2 separate regions of the Hordeum vulgare genome follow, and region 1 is linked to region 2. A link is a contact called in public Hi-C data. All regions are on one chromosome and are shown on one strand. The core of a region is the stretch at or near the end of the contact, and the rest is flanking DNA. Distances in the headings are between cores, read along the strand shown.

Evidence for each region. Hi-C and Micro-C count contacts between places; a contact is called where the count stands out from the background.
Region 1: a contact with region 2 is called in a Hi-C map of seedling, with 4 times the contacts expected there. The contact joins the promoter of LOC123445034 here to the promoter of LOC123445030 in region 2. A contact is called at or near these places in 4 of 6 Hi-C or Micro-C datasets (leaf and seedling) and 1 of 1 datasets of contacts at active chromatin or transcription factors (embryo).

Annotation. Positions count from the first base shown.
Region 1 is chr3H:558,184,912-558,190,594 of MorexV3_pseudomolecules_assembly, reverse strand. It overlaps LOC123445034 (GDP-L-galactose phosphorylase 1-like), which reads left to right and starts at 2,532. Exons shown (of 7, transcript XM_045121949.1): 1 at 2,532-2,850; 2 at 3,373-3,473; 3 at 3,564-3,623; 4 at 3,707-3,949; 5 at 4,033-4,218; 6 at 4,289-4,537; 7 at 4,636-5,033. The coding sequence starts at 2,745. The coding sequence ends at 4,872. LOC123445033 (DNA repair protein recA homolog 3, mitochondrial) reads right to left here and starts at 2,171. Exons shown (of 8, transcript XM_045121947.1): 1 at 1,988-2,171; 2 at 1,187-1,244; 3 at 660-877; 4 at 346-439. The coding sequence starts at 2,056. It overlaps TRNAI-AAU (a tRNA gene), which reads left to right and starts at 5,314; the gene lies at 5,314-5,387.
Region 2 is chr3H:558,037,945-558,043,921 of MorexV3_pseudomolecules_assembly, reverse strand. LOC123445030 reads right to left here and starts at 2,193. Exons shown (of 5, transcript XM_045121945.1): 1 at 1,954-2,193; 2 at 1,112-1,268; 3 at 878-928; 4 at 687-779; 5 at 196-529. The coding sequence starts at 2,108. The coding sequence ends at 452. It overlaps LOC123442022 (protein PLASTID TRANSCRIPTIONALLY ACTIVE 10), which reads right to left. Exons shown (of 13, transcript XM_045118150.1): 6 at 5,906-5,977; 7 at 5,565-5,638; 8 at 5,336-5,402; 9 at 5,083-5,175; 10 at 4,797-4,973; 11 at 4,635-4,685; 12 at 4,399-4,550; 13 at 3,630-4,320. The coding sequence ends at 3,930.

The sequences.
Region 1 (5,683 bases), core at 1,283-3,782, 150 kb before region 2:
TAGCCAATTGTTCAAATAGTTTTTGGTTTAATAGGCAGGTTTGAGAAGCAAGAAATGTACAAAACAGAATTAACAATACATTTTAAGGTTCACGTTATAATCAGTTGCAGGTTAGCAGAACCTTTATTGATGCATGCTACATCAACAGCAGATGAGTAAATAATATTGCTGAATCACCATCTGGTCAGTCCTATTCGGACATGCTACAAAATCCACACTTACTTCCATAGACTGAAGGGGAACACAGAAGGGTCCCACTTTTCTCTAGTACTAGTAATTAGCCAATCACAAGCAAAGGAAAACAGAACATGAAAAGGAAGTCAGATTCCAAAGTTTTGGGCTTACCACCACCGCTAAGCTTTTGTGCTTCTGCAATAACGTGAAGAGCAAGAGTTGTCTTTCCTGAAGCCTCTGGACCGTACACCTCTATAACACGTCCCTGCAAAGAATAATGTCATGCCAATTTTACGAAACAAAATACATCATTACAAGAAAACCATAAACGGTTGCTAAAAGATAACACTATAAACAGGACTACTGACTAAAGTCAAATGTAAATGAACAATTTTGTGGTACCAAGCAGATTACAAATTGCAACTTAATCAGCATCAAAGACCTTCCGCTCTGAAGAACATCTGTAACTTTATGGGAATGTGTACCTTTGGAAGCCCACCAATTCCCAGTGCCAGATCCAAAGAGAAAGATCCGGTAGACACAACAGGTACTTCTCTATGACCTTCAGAGCGGCCAAGCCACATTATTGCTCCTTTTCCAAACGAAGTTGTTATTTGATCAATGGCCTGATGTAAAGCCAAGTCTTTCTTTGACATGTTCTCCTCACCGGAGTCGGTTCCACTTGACTTTGACTTCTTTTTGGCTAAGCATACAACAAGAGGCGAATCAGTAAATGATTCAGTATGTAGTACGAATGGAACATAGTTGGAGCAAATCATGCAGTGCAGGCAACAGTAAGAAGTACTAGGAAATGATTCATTAGGTGGTAGCAATGAAGCATAATGGAAGAGAAACAAGTAATCATGCAACTGAATTTCCTAAAATTATACGTAGGTCCAAATATCAGTTCGGACAACAAAATTAAGCGGTTATAAATGGATCCACACATTGCAATGCTCAGAATATATGATAGAATATGTGCAAGAACATAAGAAGAAACGATGTGTACAACCTTTAGATGCGAAATCTCGGCAATGAAAGGAAGAACCACAGATCACCTGCCTATAGCTCTGTAGAAATGGTAAAGCATTAGCAACAACATATCAGTGTCCCAGTGTTCATAGACCATTGATTCTCATGAAAGTGTCCCACATAAATCAGCATCCTTTTATAGCCCATTAGGGAGAGACACTTGGTGAACTCTAGTGCACTATCACGTTTCCTTGAGTAATTCCTTTTTAACCTTATCATGTGTGATACATTTCTTTCATTGAATTTATTTAATCCCTGGTGGATAACAGCATACCATAAAGGCGCTGCAAACAAACTCTTCAGGCCAACTAGACTGCTACGACTTGCAAGGATGAAAAATGCGTGGGACTAATCTAGCCTTCCGAAAGCAGTTAAATGTATTTTCAGCATTGCATCACTGGTAAACCTAAATAAAGCAGAGAACATATTATGGCAAATTGCCTTTTCAAACGGTAAGCGCAAAACAGGGGATAATACCATACCTTAAAACAAATCGGTAAAAGATGGTGATTAAAACTGCGCCATCTGGTGAAATACGCTAAACTGACGCGGGCTTACAGGCTCGCACGGTGCGGAATCGAGATTAAAACAGGAGAAATCGGCCCCCACCAAAAAGGAACGCAACCGATCAAACCCCGAGACCAGAGTAGGGCTCTGGCTTCCGATCACTGCAGCGGAAGCATCGAGCTCGTCCGCTGTGGCTACGCGCCCCCAACCCCCAACCCACCCGAAAATGAAAACAGCGCACAGCGGAGAGGGCAGGGGCAGGGAGAGTTTTGACCTCGGGGCAGGAGGCGGCGGCGGAGGCGATGGCCCGCCGCAGCGACGCGCGCCTCAGGAGGGTCGCCATGGCTGCCGTCGGCGCGCTCGGTGGTTCTCCGTCCCCTGCAGCCGCGAGGGGAGGATTTGGGGAGGGAGGGGGGCTAGGGTTTAGGGTTTTACGCGCTCGGTTTTTTCTTCTCTGCTCAGTGTTGTTTTCGGCCGCCTCCTCCTCCTTTTGTTTTGCTCCCCGTTCTCGGGCGACGGGAAGCGCGAGCGAGCGCCCCACCCCCACTACTGGGCACTGGCCCGCACACCACCATGGGGACCCGCGACGACCACGCGTGGGTGGGACCCACTTGTCTGCGTCGACGAACTGCCCGAGACCTGTGTGGACCACGTCCACACGGAAGTGTAGTACGACCTCCATTTCCTTTCCCTTCCCGTGTAACCGCAGGCCCACGCACAGTCAAACAGCACGGCCGCGTTCTCTGGATTGGAGGCCCAACAAGAGGCGGGAAATGATCTAACTAAACTGACCCATACGGCCCGGCCCGGCCCGACCCGACCCGGCCAGTACATTCGTCTCCCTCGAGCGAGATCCGGCTCCCCTCCTCCTCCACGTGGGATTCGCGTGAATTTCCCGTCGTTTCCCACGGGCTGTGCCGCAAACCATCAGCTTCGGAGAGGCTCGCTCGCTTTGAGTGAGATCCAGTTCTTGGGCCGCCATTGCTGCGGCGCCCGCGTCCGTTCCCAGCAACAGCAGGAGGTCTCTGTACATGCCCGTCATCTCCCCCCTTCCTTTCTCGCTCGCGCCAACGCCGGCTGCTCCCGCGGCGTCGCGAATTCGCCGGAACGGCTTCCCGCACCACCGGCGTCTGCGAGGTATTCCGAGCTCGCTTTCTCTGTCTGAAGTTCTTCATGTCTCCTTTTGTGCTTCAGACGAGACAACTATATGTATACTGTTGGTGTTGCCTTGGCGACTTGTCGCTGACGGTGGATCGCCCCATTCGCCATGCTCTGGAATGGATACACTTGAGGCTGAAACTTGGGAATGTTCTGCGTATTCGATTTGATATCTGGGTTGCCTCTGAAGCTCCCGTTTCAGCTGAACTCAAATGTGCACTGCAGATGCGAATGGGCTGATCTGGACTGTGGTCTTGGACTAGACCTGTACCACTTGATGTTGGAAATTATGCACTAGGACTGCATACGTTCTTGCTCCACTGCTAACTAGTAGTGCAATATCGTTTCAGATCAAGTTGTTCAATTTACTTGAATTATAATTGGTTCTACTGGACGTGATGGAAGTGGAAACACTTAGCACTGGGATTTATTAGCATCATCTCCTACGAATAGGTGCCTGATGTTTTTTGTGTGGTCTGACGCTGCTGTCAGTTGGAACAGAAGCAGGCATGTGCAGCAACGGTTTTGATTCAACCAACTGCTTTCGTATGGAGGAGCTCGAAACAAATTTGTCCCCATTTCTCCACAAGCTTTTTAAAGAGGTTAGTACTGTTTGCACTTCTGTATGTTGTTGATAACTGTAACAGAAAGGAAACTGAATGTATTGTGAAATGATGAATGGTTTGTTGCAGTGGGATGACCGCAAGGCGAGGGGATTGTTTCACCACGACATCACTACCTGCGAGACCAAGGTTTCACATTCTTCTCTGATTAACTATACTGAGAATTCTCTGGGTTTTTCCCCTAGCTGAATTTCCTACTGTCACGTTGACAGGTGCTACCTGGAGAACACAATTTTGTTGCAACATTGATAGAAGGGCGTGACCAGAAGAAGCGGCCAACTGAATTTGGAATGAACCAAGTCCTCCAGCCATTTCATAGTGAGAAGTTCAATTTCACTAAAGTTAAACCACAGGAGGTGATCTTCAGGTTCCAAGAAACTGAGAATGATTCTGCCCAGTATTTTGACGGAGCTCCTCCCACTGTTTCAGCTTCTCCTAGCAGCATTTTAATCAACGTCAGTGTGTCTCCATCTCTGATATTACTTCTACCTCAGACAGCTTGAAAACTGATTTACCGTTTCTGTATTATGTCTCACAGGTGAGCCCAATTGGGTACTGTCATGTGCTTTTGGTCCCTCGAGTCCAGGAATGCTTACCGCAAAGGGTTGATCAAGAGAGCTTCTTACTGGCCATGTATGTCGCAAAGGAGGCAAGAAATCCCTTCTTCAGAGTTGGCTATAACAGTCTGGGTGCCTTTGCAACAATCAATCACCTCCACTTCCAAGTTAGTCATACTCAAACTTCATTGATTATCTCTGCTTTATGCTCGCCCTCTCACAGATATTGCTTGTCAGGCATACTATCTGAAAGTGCAATATCCAGTCGAAAAGGCACCAACAGAGGAACTAACAGTCGTAGGGAACGGTGTCAGCATTTCTCAGCTGGTGCAGTACCCAGTAAGCGGCTTTGTATTTGAAGGAGGAGCGAGCCTGGAGGATCTGTCACAGGTTGTCTCAAATGCCTGTATCTTCTTGCAAGAGAATAACAGACCTTTCAATGTTCTTATCTCTGAATCTGCCAAGAGAGTATTCCTTCTACTACAGGTACAGTACTGCAAATGCAACCTCAGTTTTATTTGTGATCTAGAACTGGACTGTCGGCTTAATATTTTTATCTCCCTCCGAAATGTTCGATCGACCAGTGCTATGCCGAGAAGCAGACTTCTGGAAAGGCGAGCCAGGAATTTCTCGACATGAGAATCAATCCAGCAGTCTGGGAGCTCAGCGGCCATCTGGTTCTGAAGAGGAGGAATGACTACGACGAAGCATCCGAGGCAACATTATGCAGTTTTTTGGTTGAAGCGTCCCTGTCTGGACCAGAGTTCCAGGAGCTGAAGAGGTGCGTCTTGGAGTCCCTGGCCAGTGCAAGTCCTGAATAGTAGAGATGAGACCAGTTTTTAGGTGCTGATCAGTAATGTTGGGTGTGCTAAGTTGTTTCAGACATGCTATCAACTCTGAAATCGGCAAGGCCTGAGGGCCTCTGATGAGTCACCCGTTTGTTCCATATATCCGTAAATGATAACTTGTACATTGTCATTGAGCGTTTCGGAGCTGAATTACTCTTTTTTTTAGAAAGCTGGGGGCTGAATTACCGTAGCAGTGTAGATGTTTTCAGTCAAAGCCCTGAACACCATAATCTTCAATCATGCATGCGCTACGGAGGCTATGTTATATCCGACCTACAATTGTTTCCCAACTATTCTTGTTCCCAACAACTCCTGTATTGTTCTCCCAAAAAAGAAAAACTACTCTTGTACTGTTCCCAACTAGTCCTGTCAGGTGATAATGTATTTAAATTATGTCCAAAATGACCACCAATTGGCCTATTAGCTCAGCTGGTTAGAGCGTCGTGCTAATAACGCGAAGGTCGCAGGTTCGAGACCTGCATGGGCCAAAGGCTTTATTTTTATGGCGTATATTTTTTTTCTTCCACGGGCAGACAATTTTATCATTGATTGCAACAAAAAAAAATCAGCTGCGAAGAAGAAACAGAAGATGGGCCCATATTTCAGGCAGAAAGAGGACCAGCCCCAGCCACGAGCAGAGAGATTCCTGGCCCCGTAAAGCCATCCAAGCGACCGGTGCACAGCACGCTGGCTCGCCATGCTCAAAAGCGGACCACCAGGCACTGCGAGTGGTGTTGAAGCAACCAGAGGTCACTGTACCCATGCCACGCGTTCACAGCCACGC
Region 2 (5,977 bases), core at 944-3,443:
GTTTTTGTCGAGATTTCTTTTGTTACACCAAACCCAATAATTGGAATCCAAACTAATCCCAAGAACTTGAATTCAAACCCAAATCTGCCCTGATTCTTGGAGTTTTCTTTTTTTGTTACACTAAACCCTGTGAATTTAAACCCGAATTGCCCTAATCTAAACAGATTGTAAATAAAAAATGTAGTGAGACATTGATAGCTAGTGACGCAGCCACTTTCTAGCTTTCACCAGGACAATCATCGAATAAATATCCTGTACATCAAGCCTGAGAACATCACCTGAGCATAATACAATTATGTGCTATCAAAACTTGATTCAACCTTCAACAGCACTACGGCACGGCATTACACATCGAACAGACACCTAAGTCACGGAAACACCAGAGAAGCTGCTTCTTCTCAAGTCTCTGCAAACACTAAGCAATTCTCCTGCGCCTTCAAACACAGCAGCATCATACAACACTTGTCACTGCAATGATAATTTGTCCTGCAGTAGCTATCATACACCCAAGCAACGCACCAGCGACAACCTGGGAGCAAATTCCAGTGGACAGTAAGTTTCCTTTTAAGATCATGGAAGGGCAAATGGACAATAAGCTCAGTTGGCAACCGGCGACAAATATGGCATCACTTTTGAACTGCCAAACTATTACTGAAATGGAGAGTGAAAATGACATTTGAGCAGACCTGGGTGGGAGTATGTCCTAAAAGTTCACGCAATGGTCTTGTTTCAGCCAAGGGATGTTCAGCGGGTAGTTCACAAACTATTTGGTTTAGCACCTAAAGAATGGAGAAAACGAGAACAGGTTCAGCATATATAGTCACAAAAATAACAACATCACAGCACAATCATGAAAAACAGAACAGCTGTTGCATACCGCCGCTTGCTTTCCAGCATGCAATCTGACACCAGAAGCATCGTACATCACCTGCCAATCAAGTGACAGAATCGAAACTCAAAGACTTGATCGTCATGAATTAAAGAGACAGGCTTGCACTCAACATTTTAATGTCCAACTCATGGTAATCCAAGAAGCAACATCTTTTTCTTCTTTTATGAACGAAAAACAGGGGAGGGGAGGGGAGGGGAGGGGATGAGATGGATAACCTACCACACTTGCGAATATCGTCGCTGTGGCAAAGAGGGAACTGCCAAAGCCATCTTGGAAGCCAATCGCTACTGACAATGCTGTAACGGTTGCGGAATGCGATGACGGCATGCCACCGGAGCCAATAAGCTGCTTGGGATCCCATCTCTTCTCCTTATACCTTCCATTAATAAGAACCAGCGCACATCAAAACCTATTGCAGCAGCACTGGTCTAAGAAAGCTCTGTGCAGCATTAACAAGCGTGATGCAACACGGCGTAAAGGGGAATTTAATCCAAAAATCCATCGCTATGACAGACCATGCTAACGCCCAAATCCATAGAATTTTCTCGTTTGTTTTTGCCTCGTATGAATATCTCTTTTTTTTGGATGATCAAGGGCTTGTGAAAGAAACGAAGCATGCGGTTGAGGCTGCTCCGTTTAGATGTGTGATGAATTGGAGCCCAGCGATGCATTGAGGCTCAAGAAATCCAAATTCCACCCCGGAGCACCAAATCTTGTGCTTGATTTGAAGCAGAGAGAGATGACGGCGAATTTGCTTATGCTCCCAGCTCATTTTACATTCTACGTATATACTCCAGATGGAAGCAAATAATAATAATTCCGGAGGAAATCGGAGGGGGTCAGCTGTCGACGCCAGATCTCAACCAGGAGGAGAATTCCCCGTGCTAAGCGAAAGAAGCGAGTGAAGACCAGGTTTGACCGGCCCGCCGGGCCCGGAATTCCACGGCCGAACACGACGGGGCGAGAGGAAGGCGGCGCTGCTGCTGCCGCCTGCTGGGGGGAGGAGGCCAAAGGAGGAGTAGGAGGAGGAGGAGCGAACGGTTGGTTGATGGATTTATTACCTGGTGAGGAAGAACTTGATGGACTGGGCGATGGCGAAGCCGAGCAGCGCGGCGACGAGGGGGTAGTTGTGGAAGACGGCGAGGTAGGAGAACCCCGAGGAGGCGTCCGGCGGCGACGAGGAGGCGGCGGCGCCACCACCACCACCGTCCCCCATGGCTTGTTTCCTTTCTTCCTCCTCCTCCTCCCGGTGGCGACGGACGGCCGGCTAGCCTATTCCCGGTATAGAGAGTTTACTTATAGCGATTTCCCTATATACTCGTAAGCACTAAATTTATAGCTCTCCTTCCCTCTTAGTACTACTATTCCAAAAATCCTCTGCGCCAATGGGGGCCCCATTCGCCCTACTATATGCCTTGCCTTTTCGGCGCGCCCTCTCTCTTTATTTTTGCGGGGGTTTCCCTCTCTCTCTCTCCACGAAGAAAAAAAGAAACTGCTCAAGTTTCTCGCTCTCCCCCCACCCAATTTTTTTTATCTCCGTCTTGTACTCTCGTTGCTGGTTTTGAGTAGTACTACTTTTTTTTGAACTCGTCATTCAAAAAAAGGTTAGTATTTTTTCGAACTCAACATTCAAAAAAAGATTAGTATTTTTTTTGAACTGGCGTGCTGATGCTGATGAGGATGATTGGGGGATCGTCAGGGAGTATAGTAGGGAGGCTGATGCTGCAGCCGATGCCGATGTCGATGCGGATTGTGGGATCAGGGGTGGAGCGGAGGCGAATATGCCGGGGGCGGGGCGATGGTTGCAGCTAATTAAGAATCGGGTCGAGGTTTTGTCCGGTGGCGGCGGACCCGGGATTAATTAGCCTCCGGCCTTTTGTTTGGAAAAAGGCAGGCACGCACGCACGCTTTTGCGTGGCTTGCAAAATGACTCAACGGAACGGTGACCTCGGCCGACGGCGACGGTGCCAAGGTGATGATGGCCTGGCCCGCCCCAATCATGAGATCGGCAGCGTCGCCCGGCCCTCATGCAAACTACCCGAGCGGCTGCTGTGAATGGAGAATGATAGCCGGCCCAAAATGCGTGCCCCTGTGTATCTTCATTCGGATTGTGCACCCCCCGATGTTGAAATACGTACGGCATATACCTTCTCCACACGTAAAACAACTACTCCCTCCGTTCCTAAATATATCGCTTAAAAGACTTATATTTAGGAACGGAGGGAGTAGTACGATGATTTTTTTAGGACAACTATATAATTATTTGGTGGTGAGGTTTGTTGGGTCACGGGCTAGGTGAAAAAGTGAAAGCCCGCCTCGCATGCTGGAGAAATAATGCTTCTGGTAAAATGGCTTGGATCAGGGACGCGGTACGAGCGCCCATTCTTGCACGCACAGGCATTTGTATGCAGTCACGGAACGCCCAGAACTTGCACCAAACTGCACGCAGAAACCGCTCATTTTACATTTTTAACTCTCTTATATACTCGTACTAACATGTATATAAACGAGTAAATAACAATAACGACCTGTAAACGTACGAACAAGAGGCTCAGTGCGGCCGTAAAAGAAAACAATGGACCAAATCGTGTTGATCAGAGAAGGGGTTCAGAATGTTGCCTGGTCAACAAAGACAACACCAACCGCACCCGATCCTCAAAAAAATAAAACACCAACCGCACCCGATCCTCAAAAAAATAAAACACCAACCGCACCCCACACACACACACAAAGGACAAAAAAAAATCGCTGTTTCTTTACTCATGAGTATAGTAATCTACAGAACCAAACCAACCAACCATTTCTTATAAACCAGGGTCAAAGTCGGATCCATTCAACTTGGCCTGCTTTGACCTGGAACTGTCTTCTCCTAGATTCCCATTTGCATTTCACCAGAAAACCATCATAAGGCAGGCACACAGAAACCGTCAAGATCACGCTTTACCACAACCACAAGGCTACCAAATATTCACATCTCCTGCACACAACAGAACAGCATCTACTACATCTAAAACCTCTAGGCTACGTGTGCCATCTTTCATTTCGTGATATAGAACCGGTTGTGCGGGGCGCGGGGGTCGGTCATCTTCTCAAAGTCGAGGTCCATGTCGTCGTCGTACTCCTCCTCCTCCTGAGGCTCCGACGCCCTCCTCCGCCGCTCCCGGGCCTCGGCGGCCTCCCTCAGCGTCTTCTTCCGGACGTAGTCCTCGTACGACGTCTCGCACCACTTCTTGGCGTCCCCGATGATCTGCTGGTTGTGCCGCTCCACGTCCCGCTCCAGCTTCACCTTCTCCGTGTTGCGCGGCTCGCCCCAGTAGTCGTACCGGTACATCGGCTTCGACGGGTCGTAGTAGTCCTTCCCGTACACCACCGTCTCGTCCACGTCATACCGCCCGGGCTCCTCGATGGGGAGGCCCAGGGCTTTCCGGCTGCCGGTTTATATAGGTGTTAATAATGAGAGCGTGTGTGTTGGATGTGATGAAACTTGTTGCTCAGTTGCAGTTTACCAGCATATGTCTCTGAGCAGAGCCTCCCTTTCTTCGTAAGATCGACGCCACTGCAGCAGATCGTACTCGTCCATTTCTATGTTCCGTCGCATCTTTTCAATTTTGTACTCCTCTCCTCTTTCTTGTGCCTCCGCTTTAAGCCTTTTAATCTCCTGCATCAGTTAAACTTCAGCATCAGCAAAGGAATGGCAGAGAGTGACTAAACAAAATCCAGCTAATGATGGAAGAAGCGGTACCTCACGCTCAATGCGAGCAGCCTTCATATCGAGTTCTTTGATGTTTACATTCTAATAACAGAAAAAATTCAGAACCACAATGGGGGTATCATCAAGGGATCGCTGTACTGTGAAATAAACACCCAATGATGATCAAAGTAATCATGGCACATAAATGCGTACCACAACTTTCTTTTTAAGCACTGTTTCTTTGATACGTCCTTCAGTGTACTGAATCCTATTTTCTTCGTCGAATGAGGATGTATCAACTGTTGACTCGTACGTCACATCCTTGAATTTATCTGGATTTTCATCCTCGTGGTCTAGAATCATCTGCTCTGCATTATGCCATTCCCAAAGCTGCAAGCAAATAAAAAACATTCCTGCTAAGCCTGTCGAATGGGAACCAAATGTAAACACTAGGAGGGAGCAAGAGACATAAGCACGTTAGCGGCAGATATGTGACTACCGTTTCAACAAAGGGGTGGTCTGACACCAAAGGTTCTGTTTCCATGTCTGTCAAAGGCTTTTTCCTAGGAATGGGCGGCCTTCCACCTTCGCGCTGTCAGTGCATATAAAGGTAAGAAGCACACACAAGCACATAACACTGATGAAGTAAGAACAAAAAAAATGTGAAAATTGTTGAGGGGATTACTAGATTTAACAAAGTAGCAGAAAACAGAATCAAGAGGGCAAATGTTAAATTAATTGAGAAGTCTTACCCACAGCTGCTCTTCGTTAGTATCCTCCTTCCGGTGAAATATTGGTGGGAAGTCAAACCTATTAAATCTGCAGCAAGGAAGAAGATAGACAACCCTGAGTCAACTGAGAGTGAAGGTAAATCGAAACAATGCATAACACAATGGACATTAAAACCGTCACACAATCAGAACTCGTCAGAGTAACAGAGGACAAGGGTAGCGAAGATAGTGAGTTAGTGACGGCACTCACATTAGGTGATCAATGTTAGGATAGACAAGGCGCATTTCAAGTGGGAAGCGAAACCGATATGGGTCTCGTTTGGCCTGCAAAACAATAGATAGTTATTATTCATTAGTAAGGCGTATCTACTAAAGTTACTGAAATTCAAGGATCCAGGTTGCAAAGAGAAAAACAAAACATATCTTATAAAAAACTACTAACAAAATTGTACTTTGGTAATGCCAAAGCACCACTAACATATCATAATGCAATGTGGATAACCAGGCATTCCTCCACTACATATTGTTTACCATTAGATATCTTCAGAAGCAGCAACAGAAATTGGAAAATGAACTTCAAGGCTAACTAACCAGAATTTCCACATAGACATTCATGCCAGGTTTGACATGGTGACGGATCCAGTACCAATCGTTTCCTTTTAT